2 separate regions of the Rattus norvegicus genome follow, and region 1 is linked to region 2. Evidence: chromatin contacts called from public Hi-C data. All regions are on one chromosome and are shown on one strand. The core of a region is the stretch at or near the end of the contact, and the rest is flanking DNA. Distances in the headings are between cores, read along the strand shown. Region 1 overlaps Swap70 (switching B-cell complex subunit SWAP70). Region 2 has its middle 34 kb from the start of Rnu6-1168.

Region 1 (5,132 bases), core at 2,205-4,704, 100 kb after region 2:
GGTTCACAACCATCCTTAACGCCAGTCCCAGGGGATTTGACACCCTCCATTGACTTTCTCGGGGATCAGATACACACATGGTGCACATATACACATGCAGGCAAACCACTCATATACATAAGACAAATTTTTTAAAAAGCAGAAAAAGAAATGAGATTTTATATGAAATGTAATGTCTTATGAAGTCTCTGCGTGCTATGCTATATGTAGATTTTCAGTAAATGGTGACTACTGTGATATGTATTCACATATAGGGAGGGAAGTTGTTTCATAGACATAGCTGAGGGCAGAATCAGTGTAATAGACTGCACACCAGATGCTAAGAACTTTGATTCTCTGCCCTTAGTGTGTCTTAATTTTATTTGGCATTTAAAAACTGTTGATATGTGTATGTATGCCTATGGTGTGTGTGTATGGGCACTCATGCTTTGTCTCATGTGTGGGCCCCAAGGACTAAACTGGTCCAGGTTTGCGAAGCTAGCGTCTTTACACACTGATTCATCTTGCCTGTCCTTTTTTAGCTTTTCGGGGAGTAGGAAAGCCAGGTATGTGGTATCAGCACTTGGTAACCATAGACAGCAGGGTTGAGGGCAGTGTGGAGTGTCCGTGAGCACAGGTGCACAGCTGTGGACCTGGACTCGGAAGACTTTACTGCACGTCTTTCTCATGTGGGAGCTGGAGAAGACGATGCCACTCCGGCTGAGCCCCCGCTCACTGGCAACATCTCACCCCGTGTGGTGTTCGATATTATTCCAGTTCAGATCTATGACTATGAGTCCCTTCTTTCTCCTTTTCCTTATAGCCATCCATTCTACCATCCATCTGTTGAAGCTGGGCAGCCCCCCACCACACAAGGAAGCCCGCCAGCGTCGGAAAGAGCTCCGAAGGAAGCTGCTGGCAGAGCAGGAGGAGCTGGAGCGGCAGATGAAGGAGCTCCAAGCGGCCAATGAAAACAAGCAGCAGGAGCTGGAGAGTGTGCGGAAGGTGGGCTCGGGACAGCAAGGGAGCACTTCAGTACGCAGGCCACACGCAGCTTCGGGATCTTGGCTTCATGCACGCTAGGTTAGAGCGGTTTGGTGAGCTGAGTTCTCAGGAAGTGTCCAGCCCTGGGGCCAGCAAGCTGTGTTTGTAGAGTAAAGCTCAGAGCTGTCCTCTTCAAGATGGTGCTAAAGGGCTTAGACTGGAACCATGGCTATGCCTGTGGGATACACACAAGTAGAACCGAGAAGCAGAAGCTGAACCACATCTGTAGGGAGGAGGGCTGGGCTTGTGGAAGAGCCATCTTGGACAGTGCTGTTCACTCTGCTACAGGAGGCTCAGCAGTCAGCTGCCGCGCCAGACATCCGTGTTTCAGTTTATTAACTGTATTTTGTCTATGGCGAGTCATGTGTTTCTGAAGGGAACTAACTCGCTGTGGTGTTAGCTGGAGGTCCTTTTTTTTTAGCTGCTCTCAACGTCGTTTTGTGGTTTTTACTGTGGAGGTGTGGCTGCTGCTGTCCTTGTTTTTAATTCAGGGCCTCAATATGTAGTCTGGCTGGCTCAAACTGTGTTGTATAGACCAGGCTGGCCTCTAACTCAGATCTGCTTCCTCTGCCTGGGATTAAAGCTGAGGCCACCATGTTTGGCTGCCTTTGATTTTCACCTATTTAGAATTTATAGAACGTGGACCAAGGTTTGGTTTTCCATTAAGTTGGATAAATTTTCAGTGTAGATTTTTAAATGTCTCTTTTTATTTTAAAGATTTATTTATGTATTATATATAGGTACACTGTAGCTGTCTTCAGACACACCAGAAAGAGGGCATCAGATCCCATGACAGATGGTTGTGAGCCACCATGTGGTTGCTGGGAATTGAACTCAGGATCTCTGGAAGAAAAGCCAGTGCTCTTAACCACTGAGCCATCTCTCTAGTCCCAGTGTATTTCTTCAAGTATTTTTCTTCCCTTCTTAGTTGTTCCATATGTTGTTGAACAGAATATTGTGTATAAAAGTGCCTAGATTCTCTGGAGCTGTTTATTTTGCTTGGTTTTCTGTCCTTCTGATGGTATAATTTCTGTGTATCTCTTTAGTGCAGGTCTTGTAGTAGCCCAAGTAGACCGTTGAGCCCCTCCGGTTGATTATTTTTTGAAATAAGATCTTGTAGCCCAGGCTAGCCTTCAGCGCTCTACTTAGGGATGTTGGCCTTGAACTTCTGATCTTTCCGTTTCCAGCCTCCACGTTAGGAATCATAGGCGTGCTCGGCATACCACGTCCTGGCCTCCTAATGCTGTGCATACTGTCCTCTTGCTCTACCCGGCCCTCTAGAGGACTTTTCAGTCAGTTCTTGAACATTACAGCTCAGCAATCTCCACTTGGCTCTTAAAGGAGCCTCTTTATCTATATGCTTTCTCCACGTGTGGGATTTTGCTATTCCTTCCATTATGTCTTTAACCATGACTTCCTTTCATTCTTTATAGTATATTTACTGTAATGGCTTTGTAGATATGCCTCCTGGGCTGCTTCAAAGGCAGTGCCTGTTGACTGTTTTCCCACATAGGGGTTACACTTTCCTGTTTCTCATACTCTTTTTTTAGTTGAAAACTGGATGTTTTTAGAAGATAAGGTGGTGTGGGAACCATGGATACTGATCCTGATGCCCCTACCCGAAGCTTGTCATTGTGTGGTTATTTATTTAGTGACTTGGCTGGACTATTTCCTGGACCCTTGAGGCCTTCAGTCTGCTCCTCAGGGCTGCAAGCTGGGCTGTGCACAGCCACAGTCGCCTGGAATGACCCTCCCTCCGCAGGCTCCCCTCCCCTCCCTATTACTGTACACTTTCAGTGCACTCACCCCTGACTGCCTGCCAGAGTTCACTGGTTTCTGGATGGTTGATAATGTTTTCTGCAGAACCCTAGGAATGCTTACAGTCTGAGGTTAACTTCAGAGCCATTCCTCTCAAGGCCAGTCTTAAAGAGGGCTCTGCCTAGCCAGACCTTCCTGCTTCTGTCAGGCTCAACTAATCTGGTTGGCTGCTTCCTGGTGGGGCTACTCCTAATCCCTGCCCGAATCTAGTTTGTACGCCTCACATAACAAAGTTAGGTTCGGTGAGGGCTGCAGAGCCTGCTTTTCTCCTTGAGCAAAACTTCCCTGGAAGGCTGGGTGTGTGATGGCACAGACCTACAACCCCAGCACTTGGAAGGCTGAAGCAGGAGGATTGCAAGTTTCGTGAGCTTGGGTGGAGTCAGCAGCACAGACTTGGAGCCATCCACAGTCCTGCTTTAAGATCCTCTGCCACCAAGCAGAGGGCACAGCCTCTGTCACTTTTACTTCCTTCTCTCCATGGACCTTTTGCCCAAGTGAGTTGAGACCAGGGTGGTCAGACCTGTCTTCTCTGCCTGCCAGTGCCCTTGACCCCACCCTGGGGAAGCTTCATGAAAACCCAGCAGCTGCTCCTCCCTTACTGTAAACTGAGCTGTGAGCAGAGGACAGAGGGCGCCCTTGTCTCATTTTCATCTGCCAGGAGCACTCCTTCTTGCCTGGGGGAGGGGAGGGAGTGCCTGAAATGCCCCAGTGTCTGTGTCCTAAGGTCCAGTTGATTATCTTTTGTTGTTGTTTTCTGTGTTTTTGTTTGTTTGTGATTTGCTTTGAGGGTGGAGGGGATCAACTGTGGGGCCTCGTGGCTTGCTAGGCAGGCACCCTACTGCACAGCTACAGTCTCAACTCCAGAGTTTTCCTAGATGAATATGCGATGGCATGGCCTGCAGAGTTTAATATGTTTTGTTTTTTTGAAACCAGTTGGTCTTGGAGGGGTTGAGGATGGGTGTGGGTGCTGAGGAAGCTGTCAGTGTCACCTACCTGGAAGCTGAACTCTGGTTACAGACGTAAGGAATAGCGTGCTAGGAGACAGCACTGTATAGAAAGCTCCGGAACTTGGTCAAACTGTGTGAGCGTAGTTGCACATGGTTATGTTTCAGTGGCCTCCTCAGATTCTCTGTGTACAGTGTTTATACTCAAGCATTCATACCTGATTTGTTTTATATGCTGACTGGGCAGACTGGATGGAATTCCAGTGTGTCTCACGGCTTTGACTTAGTTCTGTTTTATTGAGCGTATGGTTTTGTTACATGCTTAAGCAAGACTTTCTCTTCCACTGTAACAGTTTTGCTTTTTTTGGGAATGGGTTTCTGATTGATTGGTTGATTGATTGATTGATTAGAAACTGGAGGAAGCAGCATCTCGTGCCGCAGACGAGGAAAAGAAGCGCCTGCAGACTCAGGTAGAGCTACAGACCAGGTTCAGCACAGAGTTGGAGCGGGAGAAGCTGGTAAGTCAGAATGGCCGATCAGCTCAGGAAGGCCTGGCTGCTACCTCACCCTGGCTTTGCTGTGCCTTGTGGTGGCGACTGGGGAGTCGTGCGCTTGTTTGTGACTATTCTTTAAGCATCTTCTGTGTATTTGAGAGGTGGAGGAAGAGGATGGGCACCTTGTTTGCCACACCCCTAAAGCAGAATTGTGTGTGGTGGGGTGAGGAGTGCTTAGTCAGCATGGTTACATGTCCTCATTTGCTTTGAGATGTCTCTGTCATCCTGGGGCAACCAGGACCTTTTCATTCTCAAAAGCTTTGTAGTATGGGCAGTCACTAGCTGTTTGAGAGGACACCTCAACACACAGCATTTCTCCTCCGTAATGAGCAAGGTGAACACAGCTCTGAGCTCCGTTTGCTGTTCAGACCACACCAAGGTCCAGTTGCTTTCTGGAGCTAGGCAGTTACCGGAGCACAGGTCTCTCATGGAGTGCTGCTGTGCTGGGCCCTGCGTCTGAACGCGATCTGGTGTTAGTCACTTGTTCTTAGAGGCAAGGTTCCTGCGTGTGTTCAGGAAGGCGCATGTGATGTATGTGATGTCCAGCTGCCCTCCCTCCCTGCTGTCTCTCTGAGCACTAGTGTGATTGTGATTGGTGTGTGCTCCCTGCACAGGTTATTCTGTGAGCTCTCAGGACTCACAGACACAGGGAGCTAACGCTAGTGACATAATTCTAAGGTGCAGAGAAGTACACCAATGTGTGACAGTGTGTGTCAGGGTACTGGGCACACATGTGAAGTAAACACTCTACCAGTAAGCTGAACCCCAGCCCTGTCTTTGTGTTTTTGAAGAC
Region 2 (5,228 bases), core at 784-3,283:
GGCTATCTGGTCTCCAAAGTAAGTAAGCTCCAGGGCAGCCAGGGCTACACAGTGAAACTCTGTTTCAAATAAAGAAAATATCCAGAGACATGCACTCTTTCAACTGCAGTTTTCTCTTCCCAGGTGACTATGGTCAGCATAAACTGAATGGCTGCAGGTTTTTGTTTGTTTTTGCTTTTCCACCTTGTTTTGTTTGTTTGTCATGCTGCAAATCTACGCCAGCACTCTTTAACATTATAACCCATCCCCCAGGCAATTTCCTGTGTTGCTCAGGATGGCTGTCTCGGAACACACAGTGCCACTGTAGCTGATCTTAAACCTCTGATCTTCCAGCTGCCACCTTCCAAGAGAGCTAAGTAGTTAAGAACACTCAGTTAACAACTGCCTGCCACTCCCGCTCCAGGAAATCCAATGTCTTCTTTTGGCCTTCCTGAGTACCGGGCACTCACATAATGCACAGACATACATGCAGGCAAAACACCCACACAAAATTAAATTACTTTTCATAGCACAAATAAGGCCCTGGGTTTGATTTTTAGAATCACAAAAAGGGGTTTTTTGTTTGTTTGTTTGCCACTTTAGTGGATGTAAAGTAATATGCTAGGACTGTTTTGAGTTGAAATTTTCTAATTATCAAGGATAACAAACATTACCCTATGTACTGAGCCTATATATATAAGGTTGTTGTTTGAGATGTTGAAATGGTATTACTCAATAGCTCTTGTTAGCCTGGAACTTACTATGTATACTGGCTTGGCCTTGAACTCTGGACAAATCTTCTGCCTCAACCTCCTGAATTCTGAGTTACAGATATTAGCCAGTGCATACTACTTTTGTGTCTGTTGTTTTCCTAGTGACTCATTATAGTCTTATATAGTACACACACACACACACACACACACACACACACACACACTCACATATATATGATAACCCTCTGTACTGCCATATTATATACATATATTCATTCATTCATTCATTCATTCATTCTAGTTAGAGAATAAAACATAGAATACACTCCACAGAATGGAGGTGAGTTTCTGCAAACATGTAGCTCGAGTCTATTTTTAAAATTATTGTATTATTAGGAGGGGCTAAAGTCTTGCTGTGTATGTAGCTCAGGCTAGCCTCAAACTCACATTCTGACTCTGGCTCTGAGATGCTAGATTACAGGCTTTCACCAGTATATGTTTTGTGTAGGATGTTGGCAAGGGGGAGGAGGTTGTTTGATAGTGTGTTTTGTATGTTTGTTTTGGTTTTTACAAGTAGTCCACTGTGTAGTCCTGGCTGTCCTGGAATTTACTGGCCTGGAACTCAGAAAGCCAACAGCCTCTGACCCCCAAGTACTGACTTGAAGGGTGTGTGCCACCACCACCCAGTTCTGGTTTGTTTTTCTGTATAAAGTTGTATTCGTTTGCGATATTCTCGGCTTGAATTTTGGTAGAGACATTTTTCTCAAGCTGTTATTATTACTTTTAAAAACTCTGTTTAGGGGCTGGAGATTTAGCTCAGTGGTAGAGCGCTTACCTAGGAAGCTCAAGGCCCTGGGTTCGGTCCCCAGCTCCGAAAAAAAGAACCACAAAAAAAAAAAAAAAAAAAAAAAAAAACAACAACAAAAAACTCTGTTTAGTGTTCATTGTTTTGAATTTCTTTGTAATATTTTATTATTTCAAAGCTGTAGAATTCAATATTTATCCACAGAAATAACTTTTACTCTAATTGATATTGCGTGCCTTTGTCTTTAATATTTATCATTTTAATCCCTGAGGGTTCATTTGATGTGTGATATGGAACTTAATCCCCCCCCCCCCCGAAGTTTTCATTCACTTCCTAGAGCGAGAGCTAACCTGCCTTACTTCCAAATTTGGAAATGTTACTTCATATCGGCCTGATCAAGTTTCTCTACGTTTGCTCTGTCTCATGCTTTTCAGTTGATCTCAGCTTCTATTTTTAACTGCAGATGAGCGGGGCTTAAAAGGAACCTCTCGCCCCCTGCTGGCGCCCGTGGTCCTGGAAGACCGGACAAAAGCCACCACGTGGCTCTCACATCTTGGTCTCGGTGTTCTTTGGAACCCAGAGACTCAGGCTTGCTAGGCAAGGGCCCCAAACACTGATCAACGCTTCACCAAGCGTCCTTTTGCTCAAGTCTATAGCTTCCCTGATGCCAAGTCTCCAGCACCGGGTGGGATTTGCTTTTTCTTGCTGCAGGGTGGGCTGGCCTTGCTAAATCGAGAGTACCAGGCACCGAATGCTGCTTGCCCAGAGGTGCCTGCCATCCTTTCTCGCCGAGGAACACTGGGTTCAGTCGTGAGAAACAGTGTTGCATATATTCAAGCTGTGCACCGATGTTTCTACACGTTAAGGACTAGCCTTGGGAGCCTAGAGTACGGTTTGGTGGTCAAAGTCACAATGGGACGCAGAAGGTCTCAGGGAACCTAGGGAAGTACGATGAGCAACATTGGAGAGCACAGTACTGGAGTCGCTGAGGCTAGGCAATTCGTTAAGTTATACATCACTCCCCAAAAGTCTGGGCCGCCCCGCGGTGCGAGTGCGCAGCCGCAGCCTCGTAGCGGGACCAAGCGTTCCCAGCAGAGGGCACTCACGGACAGGACATTCCGCAGGATCACCCCGAGTGCCCCAGGGACTGCACCTGTGGCCTGGGTTTCACTGGGTACTGTTTGATCATGCCCTGACAACCCACGTCTGGGAAACCCAGTCATAATCAATCCAAGGCCATAATTTAGAGACAGGTAAGCTTTGCAGTGGCTGCAGCATTTGGTGAAAACAAGACAAGAGGTCAAGACCAGCCTCTGCTACATGGCAAATCTGAGGCTATCCTGAATTACAGTGGATCCTATTTCACAACAAACCCCTCAAAGTCCCATTGTCTCTCTGACCCCTGAAGCTCTAGACTCCAGGATCTAGGGTACGCTTGCTGGACTAAAGGACTCACTAATCACCTTTCCTAATCTTGCCCACGTTCACGGCCTCTGTAGTAAATACACGTAATTAGTGTTTGAAGGCAGTATTTCTTTTAACGAATGCCTATTTATTTATTTATTTTCTTATTTTTCGCCGTCTGTAAACAGGCTTGGAAAGCAGCATGCGTTGTAAGACGTTGTATTTATTCAAGCCTACCTTGGGTCCTTAACCTGGGGGTTGACCAGTACAATGAGTAGGATCCAGGGTTGCTCATGAAACTGTGGGAGCTGTTTCACTTCTTAGGCAGATGTGCAGTATTTTTGGAAAGAAGTCCAGTAGTTTTTCTGATTGCTAAAGAGTTCCTAAGTTTAGTTTGTGGGTCTAGGGCTAGGGAAAAAAAATGGTTCAGTGAATAAGAACACTTACTGTTCTTCCAGAGGACCTGAGTTCCGTTCTCAGCACCCACTTCACAACTGGCGGTAAGTCCAACTCGTAGACAGGGTGGACATAGCCCTTCCTTTAATCCCAGCACTGGGGAGGCAGAGGCCAGCAGATGGATGGATCCCTGTGAGTTCCAGGACAGCCAGGGCTACATAGTAAGACTCTGAAGGAAAAAAAAGCCCCAAATCAGTGCTCGGCTAGGAATGTATGACCATAATACAAAACCCGGGTGTAGTGGCTGGTGTCTATAGTGGAGGGCTACATACAGGAGGACCTGAGATTCAAGGTCTTCTTTGGTTACACAGCCACTTTGAGACCGTGCTTCTAAACAAATACATAAATAGTAAATGAAAGGAAGTAAAATCAATGTTATAGATTCAGAACTCTACAGAAAAGGAACCCCTGCCCTAGACCTGGATTATGGCCTGGCCACTCCAGGCGGAGTCATGCAAAGTCCCTAAAGCCTGGGTTTCACTCTCTCTCCTTACAGATGGCCCCCATCTCCACCCGGAAAACTCCAGAGGCACAGGCGTTTCCTTTTAAAGCCATGTTAGGCCCAAGAAGATGCACTTCTGCATTTTTAGCATTTAAATAGAAATGGCTCTCTGGTGGGTTTTCCCCCAGCGTTAGTCATGCGAATGCTTTATGCCTCACTTACCACTCAGTTTCGAGTGCACGGACAGGTCTTTTGCACACGTTCCGCTCACGACCCTTCCTCACCTCCTTGCATGGGAGTCCCTGGGGAAACTTGGGTGCTGACTTCAACAGGCTGGGATTTTCCTCAGAGTGCCTGGGGGATTAAAATGTATCATTTTTATGATACAGAAAAAGAAAGAGAGAACACAGGTTGTTCTAATCGCAAAGGGAAAAAAAGGCACTCAATTCTTTTTACAAGTTTACCACAATAACGTTCTTTTTTTTTTTTTTTAACTTTAGATTTTGTGGATTTTGTTTTATGTGTGTTTTGCCTTCCTGTATGTAAGTGCACCACGTGTACTCATGGTGCCGATGGAGGCCAGAAGAGAGTGTTGGCTCCTCTGGAACTGGAGTCGCAGATGAGAGTGAGCAGCCCTGTAGTTGCTGGGTGTGGAACCTGGGTCCTCTGCAACATCAGCAAACGCTCTGCTGAGCCGTGTCTCCAGCCCCTGCAGCGTTGTTTCTAACATAGGTTTTCCTATGGATGCATTCTTTGTGTTGCTATTATAGTGGGATGTAGCTCTGTGTTAGGAACAGATTTGTTTTACAGTCTCTACCTCTTCCTCCCCGCCAAGTCAGAGTTTCTCTGTGTATCTTTGGCTGTCCTGAAACTCACTCTGTAGCCCAGACTGGCCTTGAACTCACAGATCTGCCTGCCTCTGCCTCCAGAGTGCTAGGATTACAGGTGTGCATCACTGCCACCCAATCCAGTTTCTACCTCTTTATAATATGCTGCAAGCATGTGTGTGTGTGTGTGTGTGTGTGTGTGTGTGTGTGTGTGTGTGTGTGGTGGAGTCATGATAATTATGTTCAGAGAATTTACACAGTGACCTCTTCTTTTCTAGGCTATGGTGACGTGTTGAATTCTCTACAGAAGCCACATTTGTTGCATTCATCCATTGAGCAGCTGATTAATGAGCATCAACTACATGCCAGTGTTTGCTTGGAGAATATAGAGATGGATAAGACAGAGTCTTAGTTACTGTGGGGACTGCAGGGCAATGGAGGCTGAACTTACTCTGTGTGGGGAGTAGTTGAGAAGGCCGTTTTGATAAAGTGAGTGACATTGGAATAAAGACAGGAAGTGTTAAGAGTAATGCTTTTAGAATCCCACAAAGTGCCTTCTGGACAAGGAAATATACATGCAAAGGCCCTGTGGTAGGGACGTG

What was found. A called contact is a pair of places that touch in the nucleus more often than the background predicts.
Region 1: a Hi-C map of Schwann cells shows a contact between it and region 2, with 7 times the contacts expected there. The contact joins two enhancer-like sites. A contact is called at or near these places in 12 of 12 Hi-C or Micro-C datasets (the A7r5 cell line, the Rat2 cell line, Schwann cells and 7 more) and 1 of 1 datasets of contacts at active chromatin or transcription factors (oligodendrocytes).

Annotation. Positions count from the first base shown.
Region 1 is chr1:173,748,912-173,754,043 of GRCr8, forward strand. Swap70 (switching B-cell complex subunit SWAP70) reads left to right here. Exons shown (of 12, transcript NM_001106288.1): 7 at 803-984; 8 at 4,196-4,303. Among named protein-coding and RNA genes, the nearest start is that of Swap70, 49 kb to the left of the region's middle. Within about 2 kb of position 3,455, at least 15 of the 93 cell types and tissues checked have an H3K27ac peak or open chromatin away from gene starts, as enhancers often do. A contact at or near this core is called in Schwann cells, where this site is marked.
Region 2 is chr1:173,647,703-173,652,930 of GRCr8, forward strand. No RefSeq gene overlaps it. Among named protein-coding and RNA genes, the nearest start is that of Rnu6-1168, 34 kb to the left of the region's middle. Within about 2 kb of position 2,034, at least 66 of the 93 cell types and tissues checked have an H3K27ac peak or open chromatin away from gene starts, as enhancers often do. A contact at or near this core is called in Schwann cells, where this site is marked.